Linked DNA regions of Mus musculus: region 2 is linked to region 1. The links are chromatin contacts, called in public Hi-C maps. All regions are on one chromosome and are shown on one strand. Each heading gives the region's core, a stretch centred on a gene start, on an enhancer-like site or on the middle of the called end of the contact. The rest is flanking DNA. Distances are from core to core; before and after follow the strand shown.

Region 1 (3,428 bases), core at 421-2,920:
AGAAGTCCACATAACACAAGATCTACTGGTTTAACAAGTTTTGTGTGCAGTATAGTATTATTGGGTACAATGGTTGCACAGCAGATCTTTAGAACCTTGCCGTCTTGCAAGGCTGATTGTGGTAGTCATTGGACAGTAGCTCTGAAACACACCTTCTACCCAGTTCCTGACAAATGCCATTTTACTTGCTGCTACTGTTGAGTTTTGCTACTTCCAAAACAAATTCTGGAATTTGTTATCGGTAACTGCCTTGTTTTACTTAACATAGCAACCTCCAGGTCCTCCAGTGTTGGCAATTGCAGGGTTCCTCTGTTTTTCTAACCTGAGTAATACTCCATTGTACTATATACATCACATTTTCCATATCTATTCACCATCCGTTCATCATTCAGATAGGTTGTTTTCACATCTTGGCTTTGTGCTAATGTTACAGTGGATGTGGAAGTGTGGTTTTATTTCTTTGATATTATGAGATCATTCATTTTGGGCAGCTGTCTAGACAGATTTGTTAGAGCATATGTTTGCTCTATATTTGGTTTTGGTGTGTGTTGTATGTATATAGTGTTCATGTAGGTGTGGGTATACTTATCTGTAGGCTAGAGGGAGATACTGCTGTCCTATTCTAGTACTCTCTGCCTTATTCCACACTAGCAATCCCTGAAATCTAAGCTCTCAACAATTTGGAAGTTACATATGTGTGTGACTACCTTTCCTGTTTACTTGTCTGGTGGGGATTTGACCTCAGGTCTCATGATTGTACAGTCAGTATTATTACACAGGGCTAGCTTCCCATTCTTGGTTGTTTTAATTTTAATTGTTTTGAGGAACCTTTGTAGTATTTTCCATAAAGGCAGTACCATTATGCTTCTGTCAGTAGTACAGAAGGATTTTTAAAGATGCATTTTTTGCTAGGCATAGAGGCACATGCCTTTAATCTCAGCTTGGGAGATAGAGGCAGGTGGATCTCTGAGAGTTTGAGGTCAGAGTGATCTACACAGAGAGTTCCTGAACAGTCTTTTTTGAAAGAGTTCCTGTTTCAAAAAAGATAAATATTTATCTATGTGTATGCACACATGTGCACACACACAAATGGGTTTGAATGCCTGCAAAGGCCAGAAAAGAAAATTAAATCCTCTGGAGGTGGAATTGCAGATGGTTTTGTACTGCCTGCTAAATGTGGGTACTTGGAATTGAATTCTGGTCCTCTGCAAGAGTAGCAAGTACTTCTAACTACCTCTAACCTGTAGAAGGATTTTACTTTATCCTCATGCCACTAACAGTTTATTATTATTTTTTTGTTTATATGTGTGCCATGCTTCTGGCCATGTGTGCAGGTGTGGATTCCAGAAACAGGGTACAGTATCTTCTGACTTGTCTCTTCACTGACCTGGAGGTGGTCAGCCAGTAGTGAGCTCTAAAGACCCATATCTCTCTGCCTGCTATGCTGGAATTATAGACACTGAAATGACTTTATCAATTTCAATGTTCCTTCCCTCCTTTCATATTCATCTCATGAATATGAAAGACAGCATTTATAAAATGTCATAAAGGTGTTTGTGCAAATCCATACTTTTTTCTGTTATTTTACTTCAGCCTGAAAACCTTCTAGTAGTAGTTTAGATTTGTGGTCTGTGAGTCCAGGACTATGGTTGTTTTTCATCCTGTTCTTGCATGATGTCATTTCATTGTCTTCTGGCACTCGCTGCTTCTCATGAGAAGTTGGTATTTCCTTGAATCATTTTCCTTTTATGAAATACTTTTTTCTGCCTGTAGTAACATTTTCCTCTTTGCATTTTGATTGCCATAGGCATGGGTATAGTTAGTTTATAATTCTGCACAGAGATTGCTGAACTTGCTGGGTTTGTAAGTTGATCTTTTTCATTGATTTGGAGAAAAGCCTACCAGCTCCACCCCAACTCTTCAGCTGATCTACTTTGGTGTGTTTAGACCTGTTAGTATTACCTAGCTTAAATTTCTGCATTTCTCCTTTAATTTTATTTATGTTCCGTTTATATATTTTTATATATACCACTTATTTGCTGTTCTACTCATTATTAAGCTTTTCCAGTGCATATTTCTTTCAAATAACATGTTACTATATTCCTGAATTCCATTTTAGGTAATTCTTCCTGCAAAAATGTGTCCATTTATTGTTACTATTTTTTCCCTAAAAAGTGTTTGAACAATTACAATAGCTGCTTTAAAATTCCATTCTGCTTATTCAGACAGTGGTGTGGGTCACTTCTTTCCTAGACTCATATTACATTCTCATTTCTCTACATAGCTAGCAAGTTTTTTCATACAATTTTTGAAAATGTAGATGAAAATTTGTTGAAATTTTTATTTTTGTTAATTTCTGTAGTTCTGTTTTGCTCTGGAAAGTAGTTACCTTTATTGGTTGGCTTTCTTAAGACTGAACCTTACGCTTTATCAGAACAGTTCTGTGACAGCCCAAATTATGTCCCAAGCCCCTTAATTAGCATCTCTGTGGTTCCTAGTAGCTGAAATCTGTGCTAGACGAATTTAGTATTTCAGCTTGTACTTACTTTCCTTTGGGTTCCTTAGTATGTTTCCCGTGCTTCATTCTTCAGAGATTAGCCAAAGATTTGGGGAAGAGATAATGTAAGTTTTTGGACCTTCTGTTTAATTTGTACTTTTTATTGACCTCAATTGTTAATCATATTGTATTCTCCAATTCTCTTTTCTTTTTCAGTAAGCCAGTGTAATACAAAAAATTAATGTCCTCAGTGGACAGACCTGTAGATTAGGATCTTATCCAGTAACTGACTTTGCTTTTTGTTTTTGGCCTCTTCCCCCCACTCCATCCCCCATTTATAAGATCTCTTCCAGTTTTTTTTTTAATTCTTTTTATTAGTTTTTTGGGCCTGATTATTTATAATACTTATTTTCAAAGAAATTGCTCAAATATTTGTCTGCTATTATCTAAAAGAACCATGGTTCTTTTTTTTTTTTTTTTAAATAGTACTTTGGTAACTTCTTGCTGTTCAGTTTTTGTGATGTGATCAATTCTCCTCTACTCTGATTTAATTTATGCCTCAGTATATCTTTCTAATGGGTCTCTTAGTTTCATGGATTTGCAGATCGATGACTTCTGCTATCAGTACCTAAGACGATGCTAAATAAGCTGATCCCTATGTAGTCTTGTTATACTTTAGGAGACTGCTAAGGGACTCTGAGGAAGGTTTGCCTTTTGTGTTACTTGTTTTTATGTTTCAGATAGTACTATGGTTTTTAAAAATTATAAGGACATTTATCATGATTTACCTTTTTAAGTTTTGGAATGTACAACACAGTAATGCATTTACCACTCTTAATTGGTGGCATGAATCTGGGAGAGCAGGGCCTAAAAATGAGGTGGACTAAAGTCTCATGCAGTAGGCAACTTTGATTCAGAGCATCAGACAGTT
Region 2 (3,964 bases), core at 1,084-3,583, 170 kb before region 1:
CCTCCCCATACTTGAATCAAGCTGTTGTAGAAGAGCCAAAGCTATACCTCTGTCTTGGGTGGTGTGCAAATTTATCTCCTGGATTCATTATCAATAAATAACTCAGGAAAACTTGAGAGGTCCCAGGCATAACAATGGCTTTTCAGAATCATAGTTTCAATGGAGTGACTGGGAGAGAGACATACTCTTAGCTCAAGGACTGTCTAGATGACAGATGTAAGTTCGCAGTTCTTAGGGAAGAATGGTACCATCGCACGGGGAGAATGCGTGAGGCTGAAGCCCATGCAAAGGAGATCAGAAAAGGAACCAGGTGGGAAAGAGAATGAGAACCAGTTAATTTCCTTCTGCTTGGAGTTGGTAGACTGGATACTTCTCTGGGGAGCAACACCCCGTGCTCTCTCCATGGTCCAAGGATCTTTTATAAGACCCCACCTCTTAAAGGTTCCCCTACCTCCTAACACCATATCCTGTCACCCACACTTTTTCATCAGGCTCCTGGAGGGCACCTCATCAAAACCAAAAGGCCACTGGACAGATGAAAAACAGATTAAGCAATATTGGCTGCATTCTGCTCTTAATATATTAATGACACTAAATACCAATATCGGAAGAGCATGAACCTAATAAATTCTAGAGCAGAGATTTGAATTATTCTCTTTTGTCTAAATCTTCGAAGTTCATGTTTTTGTGATATGTTGTTGGAAGCATTCTTTTATAACTGCAAACACGATTTAGGTTCTTCCACTGAGACACACGCACTCAGAACCATTAGGAGAAAGGGAAGCAACACCAAAGCCTTAATTGTGACAGTTACAGATTAGGTATAGTACAGGTAGACTAAGAATGGAGGCTCCAGCTCTCTGCATTGTGGTGATGTGATCTTGTGTGGGTCTCTCAATCTTCGTGAGCCAGCGTCTGATACAATCCCAAGGACAGTGGGAACAGAAATGTCAATCGGTTCTGAAGCCCTGTGAGGATGTGAATAACCACACTGGGATCACTTGTCAGTAGGCAGGTCAACTTTACTTAGGGTGACTGAAGGCTTATACAGTTTTGGGGGACTGAGGGTAGGGACATCCAGGATGGGCAAAGGTCAGGGGCTGGGGACTTGGCACATCTCATTAGCATGAGGGAAGCACTTCAAGAATATCAGGTGCTGTCAGCTTAAGGAAATTGATCCTGTACACTAGTTGAGGACACATGACATTCCTCAGGTAGAGGCAAATGTGAGGGCTTAGAATACCCCAGACAAGGCCTGAGAAGGGACTCCCCCATTACACGGCAAGCCCCAGAAGGCTATTTGATCAATGATAATCTTTGACCTTTATTGGTAGAGTTTTCCCACAATCTTGGCACCCAAATGAGGCACCTTGCCTGGTTGTTGGAGAGATGTCTTCTGGACAGGTGGATTCTACGCTGAGATGCTGGGAGTGTTCCCATGGTCCGTCGTCTCCTCATGCAGTACTTGACACGTGGATTTCCGACTCCCTACACCCTACTGCTTAAACAACTTGACTGGTTCTTGTGGCCTGTTTCTGAATCCTGTCTAAAACAAGCATACAGAAGGGTCAAGCATATATAATCAAAGGGAAAGAACCAGCCAACTGCCCAGTGCAACGCGCCATCATGAAGAACACGGGGCAAGGGTTTTGTACTGCTGAATTTTCTCTAATGCTCACAGCTGTGTTTGTTTATTCCTTATAAAGCTAGTCAACACCATCTGTTCAAGGGCTGTGAGGACATTCAACTCAGTTTCAGCACGCAGTGCAAGGAGCAGAAGCCCCTTAGAGATCTTGCCGAACACACTCATTTCATAGATTAGGGGACTCTTAGGAAAATGAATCAAATTGTTTCAAAGTCACACATCCAAAACAGTTGCAGAAAGAGAAGGCACGCCCAAGCCTAATGACTCCCGAGCCAGATCGACTTCCACTGACATCAGCTGAAATCCACACTGGACACAAACTGCTCATTCCCAAGTGCCCGAGTGTGATGCAGCCACAGCCAGAGTCCTACACATCCTTCTGTCTTCGTTTTATTCTTATCTCCTCTCCTCGTCACTTAACAGCGAAGCTCAATTCCAAAGACACTTTCCCTAAAAATAACTAAAAGACACGCTGGAAGAAATTAGCATAATGTATTTTTTTAAATCTATAATTTACAGCGTAATCTAAAAATGTGCGACAAAGTAATTCTTGTGCTGAGAAAACTCTCCTGGGATGTTTGGTTCCATTTAAAAGCATCTCGGTATTGGGGTTGAGGGAGCAGCAGCCTGTGGCACTCTTCCACCAGGGCAAAATGTTATTCCAGTGACTCACAGCAAGAGGCCTGACAAACACTCTGAGTCGGTATAGAGGTTCTTGCCATCAGAATAAAATGAGAGTTGCAGTGGGTGGTCCCAGTCTAGCCTTCTGCTTCTGTCCTGGCTCAGGTGGTTGCCCTGGAAACCGTGGGGTTGCAAACAAATATATTTGTAACTTTTAAAGACAGCCTGCACAGGAAAGTCTGATTTGGATTTGCCACTGGTTTTTCTGAAGGCTCTCTTCCTTGGAGAGGGCGTGCCCCTTGTGCTACCTTGAAAGCTGGTTCCGTCCAGCATCTTTGGCAAGGTCCAGTTGGCTGGCCAGCCAGAGTTTGGCAGACGGGGAAAGGGGCTCTGCCGATCATTATTTAGCTTTGGCTCTTCACACAGATGGTTCTGATCTTCTCCTCCCCCACCTAAGAATTTTTCTAAAATGACACCCAAGTTTTTCTTGGCAGAAGTTATCATTCCTGGCAAACAGTTCACTGCGGCTCTAATTATGATGACAGCTTTAATGGAGAAGATAATCATATTAAATGGTTCTTATTCCATTCCGTGGGATGAATTAGTGACTGCCATGAGATGTGTTCAACAGCCAAAAGTAAAGAGAAAGGGTAAGTGCCCGTAGGACAAGTTACGATTTTAAGGTTTCCAAAAGTAAGGAGGAGACGGACAGAACAGCATCCGAGTGGTGCTGGATTTAAGGGCTTCTACCTCATCCACCGATCAGGAAACCCCACTCTCCTTGTGACTCTTTGAGAGCTAACATGATTCTGTCACTTGTAAACATAGGAAGATTTCTTCTCAGTAGGGGTAGACTGTACCCCCAGAAGGTAAGAAGGATCAAGATCTTGTGGCAGACAAAGTCAAGTAAGGGTTGATGGCCATTGAGCAGAATGGCCAAAAGGGGACACTGGACTGAGAACACTCTTTCTAAATTGATATGTTAGCTTTGCTGCTGAACACAGGCCTCGTAGCAAAGGAAAGGGTTTAAAGAGTTAATCATATATCAAGGGTATTTGGGTGTCAAACGTCTTAATACATTGAAGGATGCTTACTAAAATTGGGCTAGGCAAGCCCAAGACAAGCTAAAGACAAATGAGCCAGAGTAAAGACTCAGTGGAGAAAGGGAGTCAGAGGATCCAGTTGTGGTTTGAATCTAGAATGTTCCCCATAGTTTCATGTTTGACTACTCAGTCTCCAGTTTGTGGTACTAATTTCAAAGCTATGGGAAACTTGAGTTGGGGCCTGGCTGGCAAAAGAAAAGACTGTCTTTGGAAGCTGTACCTGTTTCTGGTCCCAATCCCCAGCTCTTTGCCACGGTTTGCCAGGATGGAGGAACAGGGCCACCTGTTCCCACTGCTGTGAGCTGTGGTGTTCCCTCCCCTCTGTCATGAACTAGATTCCTCTGAAACCATGAGCCAAAGTTCCCTTGGGTCATTGCTGTTGGGTAATTTGGTCAGAGAAGTCAAAGTAACTAATGTAGATGCCAGGAGAAAACACTTCCTGACACAGGATGGGCTAGGACCTTCTGAAAAAGATTCTAATAGCATAAAAAAAGCAACACTAAGAGTTGACAAGTGGGTTCCCGTGAAACTAAAAGGCTTCTACAAAGCAAAGGAAACAATGTAAAGACGAGGCAGCTACCCAGTGAGTGCCAGA

The links. Hi-C and Micro-C count contacts between places; a contact is called where the count stands out from the background.
Region 2: a contact with region 1 is called in a Hi-C map of embryonic fibroblasts, with 2.3 times the contacts expected there. The contact joins two enhancer-like sites. A contact is called at or near these places in 2 of 39 promoter capture datasets (3T3-L1-derived adipocytes and cranial neural crest), 4 of 484 Hi-C or Micro-C datasets (cerebral cortex, embryonic fibroblasts, nephron progenitors and 1 more), 2 of 115 datasets of contacts at active chromatin or transcription factors (acute myeloid leukemia and fibro-adipogenic progenitors) and 1 of 9 other capture datasets (embryonic stem cells).

The regions. Positions count from the first base shown.
Region 1 is chr9:72,028,058-72,031,485 of GRCm38.p6, reverse strand. All of the region lies in intron 3 of Tcf12 (transcription factor 12), which reads left to right. Among named protein-coding and RNA genes, the nearest start is that of Tcf12, 82 kb to the left of the region's middle. Within about 2 kb of position 1,670, at least 14 of the 459 cell types and tissues checked have an H3K27ac peak or open chromatin away from gene starts, as enhancers often do. A contact at or near this core is called in embryonic fibroblasts, where this site is marked.
Region 2 is chr9:72,195,615-72,199,578 of GRCm38.p6, reverse strand. No RefSeq gene overlaps it. Among named protein-coding and RNA genes, the nearest start is that of Gm27188, 56 kb to the left of the region's middle. Within about 2 kb of position 2,333, at least 84 of the 459 cell types and tissues checked have an H3K27ac peak or open chromatin away from gene starts, as enhancers often do. A contact at or near this core is called in embryonic fibroblasts, where this site is marked.